Linked DNA regions of Hordeum vulgare: region 2 is linked to region 1. The links are chromatin contacts, called in public Hi-C maps. All regions are on one chromosome and are shown on one strand. The core of a region is the stretch at or near the end of the contact, and the rest is flanking DNA. Distances in the headings are between cores, read along the strand shown.

The links. A called contact is a pair of places that touch in the nucleus more often than the background predicts.
Region 2: a Hi-C map of leaf shows a contact between it and region 1, with 7 times the contacts expected there. The contact joins the promoter of LOC123403290 here to the enhancer-like site in region 1. A contact is called at or near these places in 2 of 6 Hi-C or Micro-C datasets (both in leaf) and 1 of 1 datasets of contacts at active chromatin or transcription factors (embryo).

Annotation. Positions count from the first base shown.
Region 1 is chr6H:169,469,206-169,475,091 of MorexV3_pseudomolecules_assembly, forward strand. It overlaps the pseudogene LOC123405265. Among protein-coding and RNA genes, the nearest start is that of LOC123405263, 220 kb to the left of the region's middle. Within about 2 kb of position 2,961, at least 2 of the 3 cell types and tissues checked have open chromatin away from gene starts, as enhancers often do. A contact at or near this core is called in leaf, where this site is marked.
Region 2 is chr6H:170,047,950-170,054,084 of MorexV3_pseudomolecules_assembly, forward strand. It overlaps LOC123403290 (receptor-like protein 2), which reads left to right and starts at 1,585. Exons shown (of 1, transcript XM_045097241.1): 1 at 1,585-4,129. The coding sequence starts at 1,676. The coding sequence ends at 3,928.

The sequences.
Region 1 (5,886 bases), core at 1,711-4,210:
GTTGGTGAGACCATGTCTAATGAACTAATAGTGCAATGCAATTGCAATCCTGCAACCAGTCTGTTTATTTGATTTTATGTGTATCTTAGACCAACATATGATTCATCACAGCGCACACATATTATTAGTGTGAATCCTCTCTGTTACTTTCAGTCTTTCCACACAGTTTTATAATAGAAACTGTCTTCCCACAACACGCACAACTTTGGAACTGTGTGTGATGACTTCCATCACTTTTGTTCCTATTGGCCAGAACGCATCCTCATGGATCGCACGTGCGAATCACAGGATGTACACAGATCGAACGACTATCCGTATCTCTATTACACCGGAGTGCTAGTTTCTTTGAGAGTGATATTTTCAGTTTATCATACGCTGTTGGGTCTGGAAACCTCTGCCTCTGAAGCGCATTATATTTTGGGGTGATATTTACGCCTTATCACAAAGAATTAGCCCCTCCTCCTCCCTGTCTCTAGTAGCACCTACAGTAATCCTATGGACCTCTACATTTCACCGCCTATCCCCACGGCAACCACTTAGCTCGACGTGTGTTGCCGCCGTAGCCGCGGCTTCTCAGCACCGATTTTCTCGACACTGCTAACCCAATTCAGGAATCTTCGGCACTGGACCTCCCATGGAGAAGCAGGTAACTGTAATCTACTTAAATATTTCCGCTCATCTCTTATCCCAGTCCATCTGCCCCTTTTAATCACCCGGCCGAAATCACCGTGGATTCACGTTCCTTCTAGCTTCGGGGGTTATCATCCTTTTTGAAAAGAAAAATGTTCCTTCTACATGATTCGAGGGTTTTCCTTCATAGAGTGTACAGTGCAAGGACATACAACCAATGAGTTTCATCTCACCATATCACACGACTTCATGAAGCGCACGGTAAGTTCAATCTCACACTACCTACGTTGACATGGCCTATACTTTTGGTGAACCGATACTATATATTGCCACATACTTCTTCTTCTTCTTCTTCTTCTTCTTCTAAATTAGGCAAATTAATGTTGTATTGTTCTTTTGTTTACTCTCATATACATATGCATGACATCACGGTTACATTATCTGTTTACTTATAATTTTTTGTCCTTTCATATCAATTGATGTGCTCTTCTTTTAACTACTCTCATACTAGCATGTTGCCATGTTCTTTAACAATCTTATTAATTCCTGCGGTACATCCCTTGCTTTGCAACAACAACTAATGCGCTAAATCTTGGACTTTACATAACTATAGACTCCAAGGATGTCATGCTGAGCACAAACCATCGATTTACAATCGTTATTTCTATGAAACTTGATGAAGATTGTCACTCCTATTTTGATATAGGACTTTGGCCAGAAATTTCGAAGTTTTATGTACTCAAAGCTGACACTAAAATTGCGTTGCACCTAAAAGATCCTAGCCATACAATAAATTCTAAATTCCCCGATGACATCATCCGTCCATACTTTGTAGGAAGTAAGTGTTCTTTCTAGTCTATGCATGTTGACTTGCGTAGCAATATCAAAGTAACTATGTAGTATTTTAGCAATCAATTAGGATTTTATTTTCTGAATTTGTTAAATCTGCTCCTACCTACTCCATCCGTTCCTAAATATAAGTCTTTTAAGCGATTTCACTAAGGGTCTACATACGGAGCAAAATGATTGAATCTATACTCTAAAATATGTCTATATACATCCGTATATAGTCCACTAGTGAAATCTCTAAAAAGACTTATATTTAAGAACGGAGGGAGTAGTAACTTGTACTCCCTACGTCCCAAAATAACTGTCTCAATTTTGTACTATCTCTAGTATAAAGTTATACTAAGCTTGAGACACTTATTTTAGGACGGAGGAAGTAATTACCAACGCACTACTTTTTTGCCCTGATCTAGCTACATAATCACTATTCTCCCACTTCTATGCTCATGACACAAAGTGTTGCCGTCGCCGATACTCTGGCGCTGGAGGACGAGGTTGCCAACAAGTGGAGGCAGGCCGAAACACAAGCGCCTCTGGCAGGCAGCCTCCACGATGATATGTTGATAGTGACCATCTCCGTGCTCCCAATCGAAGATGGTGTGTGCACAACCGTCCTGTCCTGACGATACATTTGTGCAAACTCAGCTGCCTTGCTTCCTTTCCTCTTCCATGCACACATCATCAGTGGCACAACGCACGCACATGCGCAGCAATGGCAGCAGATCCATACAGGACGATGAGCATCAAGCAAGCACGCACAGCTGCAGCAACAACAAGTCCCCTGATGGCCGCCTCCCTCAACCTCCAATGCGGCCCAACTCATACTCAACTCGTCATCAGTGTGCCCTTCCTATTTCTCCTACTCTCCTCACCGTGCCTGCAGTTTTCCCTCCTCGTCATGCTCCGGATTGAGACTACCTCATCCATCACCAACACGTTCTCTTTCCTCCCTACAATCCCCATTGACGCCTCACGATTTGGATTCCATGCTTCCTATCTTCCAGATCTGGGAAGAGCAAATCCCTAGAGTTGCCATGCCTACTTGCCGCCGTCCTGGATTGAAGCCATCTAATTCATCCCCGATCGGTCCCTTCCTCTATCCTTTCTCCTATCAGCTGCCCACCTCCTCGTCCGGTCTCCGTGGCCGCTTTCATCCATATCGGGGGAAAAGGCGGTTCCCCTGACGTGAGGCGTCGTGGGCACGCGGCTTGGTGGACTCGACGGCGTAGGCTGGAGAACCCAAGCACGTCGGTTCCTCGGAAGGATGCCTTCGGCATGCGTCCTCGCATTCCTGGTCACCGAGGCCGCCGAAGGCGTGTGGTGACGGTAGAAAGAGGGCCATTGCAGGCGCAAGAAGATGGGCGGTGCGAGAAGAAGGGGAAGGGAGGATCGGCGGCGCATTTGCTGGGGATCTGTTCTTGTCAATATGGGGCCAGAGAAGAAGTCAAGAAGGAAATGTCGGGAGGCACGATTTGGGTGGGAGACGGGTAGCGCCGCAACGATCGGCAGACCACGGCCCGGCAGAACATTTGATCTGAGATGTGGATTCATATGGCACACCATTGCATAATATAAGCAGTTGGATGTGTTTAAGTTGATTCGATCCGAGGGTTCTGGTTATCCTGTGTACAGTTTGATGTGTAGTTTTAGTAGAATTTATGTTTGCTCTTTTAACAGTAGTAGAGAGTATGTGACTTTTCCTTTCAAATTGATTATTTTCTGAAATTCAATGGAATCTTTATTTAATTTATGAAATTGTATCCAAATCGAAAAACTTTTTTTCGGAATTGGTGAATTTTTTGAAAATCGATGAACATAATTTAAAATTCGTAAACTTTTTTTCTGAATTGATAAAAAAATTGAAATAGGTAAACTTTTAAAAAAATCGGTGAACATATTTTAAAATTCATGAACATTTTTAAAATAAATTACCTGTTTTAAAAAATTGTTGAACTTTTTTTTCAAAATCGACTAGTTTTTTGAACTTCTGAAAATCCATTAACATATTTTTTTAAATGTTTAACTTTTTTTCATAATCATTAAACTTTTCGAAAATCTTATTAATTGCTTTTTAATCCAATGGAATTTTAATGTACCTTTTTGAATTCACATTTTTGAAAATCAATGAAAAAAATTGAGTCTGCAGCGGAGCGCCAGGAGATGTTTCATTAGCTGGTCCAGCGAGGGACACTGCAGACGCCAAATTTATGAAATTGTATCCAAATCGATGAACCTCTTTTCGAAATTGGTGAACATAATTTAAAAGTCGTAAACTTTTTTATAAAGTGATAAAAAAATGGAAATAGGTAAACTTTATAAAAAAATGTGAACATATTTAAAAATTCATGAACATTTTTAAAATCAATTACCTGTTTAAAAAAATTGTTGAACTTTTTTTTCAAAATCGATTAATTTTTTGAACTTTGTGAAAATCCATTAACATATTTTTAAAAATGGTGAACTTTTTTTTCATAATCATTAAAGTTTTCGAAAATCTTATTAATTGTTTTTTAATCCGATGGAACTTTAATGTACCTTTTTGAATTCACATTTTTGAAAACCAATGAAATTTTTTCGAGTCTGCAGCGGAGCGCCATGAGATGTTTCAGCAGCCGGTCCAGCGAGGGACACTGCAGGCACCAAATTTATGAAATTGTGTCCAAATCGATGAACTTCTTTTCGAAATTGGTGAATTTTTTGAAAATTGGTGAACATAATTTAAAAGTTGTAAAAAACAATTCTAAATTGATAAAAAAAATTGAAATAGGTAAACTTTTAAAATAATCGGTGAACATATTTTAAAAATCTTGAACATTTTTAAAATCAATAACCTGTTTTAAAAAATTGTTGAACTTTTTTTTTCAAAATCGACTAATTTTTTGAACTTTGTGAAAATCCATTAACATATTTTTAAAAATGGTGAACTTTTTTTTCATAATCATTAAACTTTTCGAAAATCTTATTAATTGCTTTTTAATCCGATGGAATTTTAATGTACCTTTTTGAATTCACATTTTCGAAAATCAATGAAATTTTTTCGAGTCTGCAGCGCAGCGCCAGGAGATGTTTTACCAGCTGGTCCAGCGAGGGACACCGCAGACGCCAAATTTCTGAAATTGTATCCAAATCGATGAACTTTTTTTCGAAATTGGTGAATTTTTTGAAAATCGGTGAACATAATTTAAAATTCGTAAACTTTTTTCTAAATTGATAAAAAAAATTAAATAGGTAAACTTTTAAAAAAATCTATGAACATTTTTAAAATAAATTACCTGTTTTAAAACATTGTTGATTTTTTTTTCAAAATCAACTAATTGTTTGAACTTTGTGAAAATCCATTAACATATTTTTGTAAATGGTGAACTTTTTTTCGTAATCATTAAAATTTTCGAAAATCTTATTAATTGCTTTTTAATCCAATGGAATTTTAATGTACCTTTTTGAATTCACATTTTTGAAAATCAATGAAATTTTTTCAAGTCTGCAGGGGAGCGCCAGGAGATGTTTCATCAGCCAGTCCAGCGAGGGACACTGCAGGTGCGAGGAGCGCGAACCGGCGCCTGCAGCATCGTATTGAAAGGTCCCGATAGGAGAGCCCCTATACCTCGCATAAAGTGAGTCTAGTATCTGACTCGCTGCAGCGCACGACGATGTGGCCGGTCCAGTTCACGGTAGGTACACTGCCTCCTTTTCTTTTCGGTTCTTTTTCATGTTTTTATTTCATTTTTTGATTCATTTTTTAAGCTTTTACTTACACTTCTATATATTCTAAACATATATATTAAAAACATTTATTTTTCATAATAGTTTAGAAACTTTTAATCATGTTTTGAAAAATGTTGAATGTGTATACAATAGATGTTGACCATGTAACAAAACAATGATGAAATTTCTTGATCATGTATATAAAATGATAACTAAGCATTTAAAATATCTTAAATAAGTATTTGAAAAATATTTAAAAGTACTTGAAAAATGTTAAATAAATACTAAAAGTGATTAACAAGAATTTGAAAAATGTTGAAAAGTATTAAAAATATCAAACAAGTATTTGAAAAATGTTAAATAAGTATTAAAAATGTTGAATATGTATATGAAAAATATTGAACATGTATTTAAAAGTGTCTAGTAAGTATTTAAAACTTGTTGAATCAATATTAAAATAATAAATAAGTATTTAAAAAATATTGAATAAGCATTCGAACAATGTTGAAAATGTATACAGAAATTGTTGATCACTTATTAAAAAAACATTTTTGACACATACGAAAATGTAGAGTGGAAATGAAAACAAACATAAGAAAAAGAAAAAGGAAACAAGAAATGGAGAAGGAAAACGAAGGATGGTTGTTGTGACACGGAACGTTGGCATGTCATCCTTTGAAAACAATGAGAAAAATCTTTGAAAAA
Region 2 (6,135 bases), core at 335-2,834, 580 kb after region 1:
AAAATAGACAAGGTTTAAGACGCGAAAGCAATTACTCTTATTAATTAGTACTAGTACTACTCATGCATGCGCCCTCTCAATTTGCTGCTCACGAAGTAGTACTAGTATTTTCTCAGTTGATTAGACGCATTAGCATCTACACCTACTACATCTCACAACCAATCAGTTACTACCTTGGTCCCAGAGATTTTTCAAGCGTGCCTTCTAAACCGTGACGGAGGGAGTAAAATGGTTGCATGCATCGCTCAGATGCAGAGGCCGGGGGTCTTCCTCCTTTTCTAAAAAAACACCTTACTTATCGGGATCATCATTCCTTATGATGAGTAATGCTACATCTATAAAGGTTTGACGTAGAGGATTATGATTGGTAACAGAGGGATGAGGGGTTCCACCCCACTGAAAATCAAGAGGAGAGAGAAAATTACTTTGGAAGGTTAAGGTTGCTCCCAATGCTCCACTTTGGATAGGTGTTAAGCATGTCAACAAGGCAAAAAATCCTATGTGGCAATCTAATTAAGAAGAGAGAGAGAAGTTTGGTGTCCTTAGAAGGAAACAGTGCTAGTCACGGGAACCTATGCAAAATATTAAAAATAAAGGGAACTAGCCTATGCATGCAAGACTTTAGTTGCTAAACAATTAAATAGGGCAACTTTAGCAACAACAAACTAAGCACCAATGCATTGGAGATTATAGTTGCTTAACATATTTAATGCTCTTAGCACCTCACTTAGCGCCTTTGCATTGGAGGAAGCCTAAGTACTCCCTCCGTTTCAGTTTATAAGTCCGGCACGTGTATGTAGGTCGTCAATTTGACCGACTTAATGAGAGACATATATTACAAAAAATACATCATTGAAAACTTTAGATGTTTTATTTTTTAATGATATAATTTTTATGTTAAACAATATATTTCATATAAGTTAAATTGACGACCTAGGTACACGTGCATGTCTTATAAACTGTGACAGAGGAAGTAAAACTTTGTAGGTCTACCATTATTGCTTTACAACCGTGTCAAAATACTTACACTGTAACTTAAATAAGGAGAATCGAAGACGATCTACTATATTCACGGACACATGGGTTCGGCTGTAGATGCTCCAAGCGTTCACAGACACATGCCCATCAGCTGAGGATCTTCTCCTTCCAAGTGTGGAACTGTGACTTTGTGAGGTGGACTTGTACAAAGCAATAAGAATTTGTGGTGGACTTTTGTACAAAGCAATATGAATTCCAGACCTCCACAAAGTCGTAAAGTGGTACGCGTGCAGTTGCAGTCTTCAAAGTCTGTTGTCATGCTCCTGTACGTCATAATAATCTGAATATAATTTGTAAGAGAAGATTGCATCTGAGTAGCAGCAACCCTTAATAGCATCGACACTCGATTTAATACGAAACATTACTAGCCACCTGTACAATGATACATGACATATATGCACACCCATTGAAATACAGTGACACTACTTAACACGAAATATTATTAGCCACTCAACTACCAGTGAGACACCGCTAGTCAACACTCGACTTAACACGGCATATTATTAGCACCTCAGAAAGAAACATAAGGTCGCGTCAAAATGCATCACCAAAAATTTCAAACAGAAAATATTCAACAAAACTGACAGAATCCGAATGGACAGCTCTTATATTTTATTTAGGAAATGGCAGTTTAGAAATGCTTTCGGAATGGACAGTTTCTGGAGACTGTCAAACAAAAATATTCAGAATGGCCAGTTCCACCACAACACCATGCAGCCACTGTTTTTCATACAAGAAATTTCACATGCCTTCACTTGGCTTGGCTCTCGTGCTGCTGGTCTCTTTGGTCTCTCCGACCAGCTCCTGCACCGAGCAGGAGAAGAGCTCCCTTCACCAGCTCCTCGCCGGGCTCTCGCGGGACGGCGGCCTCACGGCGTCATGGCGGCATGACACTGACTGCTGCGCATGGGAAGGGATCACCTGCAATCAAGATATGAAGGTCACTGATGTTTCGCTGACTTCTCTAGGCCTCGAGGGGGCCATCTCGCCGTTCCTTGGCAATCTCACCGGGCTTTTGCGCCTCAACCTGTCCCGGAACTTGCTAACCGGTGGCTTGCCACCGGAATTAGTGTCATCCAGCAGCATCCTTGTTCTTGACGTCAGCTTCAACCGCCTGACAGGAGGCCTGAGCGAGCTGCCATCTTCAACCCCTGCAAGGCCTCTGCAGGTACTCAACATCTCAAGCAACTTGTTTACGGGCAGTTTACCATCGACAACATGGGAGGCGATGAAGAGCCTGGTTGTTCTTAATGCCAGCAGCAACAGATTTACTGGTCAGATACCAACTACCCCATGTGTTAGCGCGCCATCTCTTGCTGTGATTGAGCTCAGCTTCAACCAACTCAGTGGAAACATCCCTCCAGGACTCAGTAATTGCTCGGCGCTGAAATTGCTCAGTGCTGGCTACAACAACCTCAGTGGTACACTTCCAGATGCACTCTTCAAGGTCACCTCATTAGAGCACCTCTCGTTACCAAACAATTGGTTAGTAGGGGATCTCGGTGGCATCACCAAGCTCATAAATCTGGTCACCCTTGATCTTGGGGGGAATGAGTTCAGCGGCAACATTCCAGAGTCTATAGGTGATCTGAAGAGTTTGGAGGAGCTGCATTTGGAACACAACAGCATGTCAGGGGTGCTGCCAACAGGTCTAAGCAACTGCACAAATCTTGTAACAATTGACCTCAACAGCAACCAATTTAGCGGTGAACTTACCAAGGTCAACTTCGTAAGCCTGTCCAATCTAAGAAAACTAGATCTTCTTTTCAACAACTTCACCGGCACAGTTCCAGAGAGCATATACTCCTGCAGCAAGCTGACTGCACTACGGCTATCTTACAATCCTTTCCATGGTCAATTGTCAGAAAAAATAGGCAATCTGAAGTCCCTCTCATTCCTATCACTTGCTAATATATCTCTTACAAACATCACAAGAACACTTCAGATCCTTAGCAGTTCCAGGAGCCTCACCACCCTTTATCTTGGGTTCAACTTTCTGCATGAGACCATGCCAGAAGATGTCAGCACTGATGGTTTCAAGAATCTTCAGGTTCTTTATATAAATCATTGTTCATTGTCCGGAAAAATACCTGATTGGTTATCAAAGCTACCGAATTTGGGGATGCTATTTTTGCAAGGCAACCAGCTAACTGGACCGATACCTGAATGGATCAGCAGCCTACATTTTCTCTTCTGTCTAGATATATCAAACAACAGCCTTACAGGGGAAATTCCGAGTGCCTTAATGGAGATGCCAATGCTAGAATCAGATAATACCACTCCACCAAAGGTCTTCTTTGAGCTGCCTGTTTGGAACAAGAACAAATTTATGCAATACCTCATGCCCAGTGCTTTTCCTAAAGCGCTTAATCTAGCCATGAATAATTTCAGTGGTATGATCCCGGAGGAGATCGGACAGTTACAAGGACTCTTTTCACTCAACTTGAGCTCCAACAGATTATCTGGACAGATACCAGAACAGATCTGCAACCTCACGAACCTGCAGATGCTTGACTTGTCTGATAATCATCTCACTGGTACAATTCCAGTTGCACTGAAAAATCTGCACTTCCTTTCCAGATTCAACATTTCTAATAATGACTTAGAAGGCTCTATTCCAAACGTGGGCCAGTTTAGCACGTTTCCAAATTCTAGCTTTGGTGGAAACCCAAAACTGTGTGGCCCTATGGTTGCAAACCATTGTGGTTCGGCAGAAGCTGGTCTTGTCTCCATTGACCCCATAAAACAGAATGGTAGTGAGGTCATCATCTTCATGACTGCCTTCGTTGTTTTCTTTGGAGTAGGAGTCCTATATGATCAGAAAATCTTAGCTAGGCATTGGCTAAAGACTTGTAATTGTTATCATCGCCCAAGCTGTGACATGATTTAAATTGTCCTCAGTTCAGCAAGACCACCAAGTCAGTGGCTCCAGCCCCAGCAAGATCAACATCCCTGGTAAACTCGGTATCTTAAGTTATTGGCATTCAATCTGTACTCCATGTAAATGAAAATGGTGAGGCCGACCGCTCCTTGCTCCCGCGACAGGGGCAACCTAGGGTTTCCGCCCTTCCCCGTCCGCCGCCGCCGGCCCTCCCGCCACTGCCGGCCGCCGGTCAGGCCTCCCTCCCCCTCCCCGCCCCCGCCCCCGTCCCTCCCCCTCCTCCCAGATCCGCCCTCGCGCCGCCTTCCCGGGAGGTGGCCGGGGCGGCACGCAAGCTCCTCCCCCACGGGCATTTTCCTCCATCGTCTCCTCCCCCGCCGCCGGCGGCGGGCGCCCCCGGTGCTGGCCCGGGTGGTGTCGGCGGCGGCGGGCCCTCCTTTCCTCGCGCGCGCGTTCCCCCTTCCCGGGGCAGGGGCGGCGGCGGTGCAGCTAGGCCGGCTGCGGTCAAGCGACCCAGTGATGGTGGCCGGCGACGGGTGAGGTAGCGGCGCTGCTCCTTGGCGGCAGGGCGGCGTGGTGGTGCGGGGTGGCCGGCGGCGCTGCTCCTTGGCCTGCGGGCCCCATCTGGGTCCTAGTGGGCTGGCTCCCGGCGTGGCTGCGGTGTCTTCTGCATGGTGGTGAGGCGGAGCAGCTTGGCCAGGGGGCGGCATTGCCGACGGCATGCCTGTTGCAACGTGATGGCGGGAGCTTTACGGGGGGGTCCCGGCCAGGCCTGTGGGCCCACGGGCCTGGTATGCTCCTGCTATTGCATCCGGTCGGCTACCGTCGTTGACGGTGGAGGTTGAGCCCTCCCGCGTGTCGACAGTGCTGCTGCTCCTTGTCCCGGCTCCTCTTCATCGCTGTGCAGGCTTCTCCTTACGGTGTCGTGGTGAGACAGCGCAGGGGTCTCAAGACCGTGTTGGTATAGGGTGTCGGTTGGTTTGGTGGCTGGCTCCGGAACGCCCGACGTGCAAGTTGGGATCGGGGGAAACCCCTGTCGGCCCGGCCGACACTGATGCGGTGACGCCCTTGGGTGTCCCCGAACCTTCCTGGAGGGCGTCGGGGCTACCCTTCCTTGCGCCACATCGCGTACCGGGGGAAACCCTTGGCAGCAGCGTCGTCATCGCCGCATTCCTTCTTGGAGGTGTTGATGGGTACCGGCGCTTCGGAGTCCTGGAGCTTGATGGAAGACTCTTGGTGGGCACGGCGGTCGCGAGTCTTTTGTGTTTTCTGTCAATCCGCCGGTGTCGGCATTTGCTTCTTTTTTATTTTCTTTTCCATTTCTTTTGGGCGTGACTGTGTTGTTTCCGCCCCAGCACCTATCATCGGATGTTCTGGTTGGCTGCTTTGTAATACAAAGCGGGGTGAAACCCTGTTTTCATCGTCATGTAAATGAAAATGATTAGCGAGTGAGCTACATCAACAGTGTTTAATTGTATTGTTTTTCGAGATTGTATAAACAGTCGTTCACTATTTACTTTGCTACACATGTGAAAGGTGATTGAATGTTTATCCAGGATCACTGCTGAGTACATATCATATAAAATCTCCAGGGACAGCATACAACCATTACTAATTTGCAGTCTAGCACACTAACATACAGTTAAGAAATTAGTGATCCACCAACAACATAACGTATTTAACCAACTAAGCAGACTGGCGTGTTAATAGATTAAAATCATGGGTAGAACAGGATGGAACCCTAAAGCTCGATACAGTTTCCATCTAACCCCAACGAATCCATGATCGTAATCCTTCAGAAACCAACATGCACCAAAAGAAATTAAGAAAAATCCATGGAATTATCGCACAAAGATGCTACAATGCCACACAAATTAAACAGCTGATCAATGATTTCTACAAGAGCTTAATCTGCGTACCTCAGGGGTCGGTAGCAGAGAGCACCCAGCAAGCAAGGGTCACGGGATGCGCCGGTTGGGCCTGCGGCAAACATCTGCCTGCTTGGCCTCCGGCCATTGGACGCGGGCGGGAGCGCCGGTGGTGGCTGGCGCCGAGCTGATGGCAGGCTAGCAGGCTTCACCTGAGCATCAGTTTGAGTTTGCTGATTTTTTTTTGAAAGCATCAATAATCAAGTGGTAGTTTTATACTAAAGAAGCCAAGAAAGCATGTAATATTTAGAGACCAAAAGTGAGGATAGAAAGAGTGTAAGTTAGATT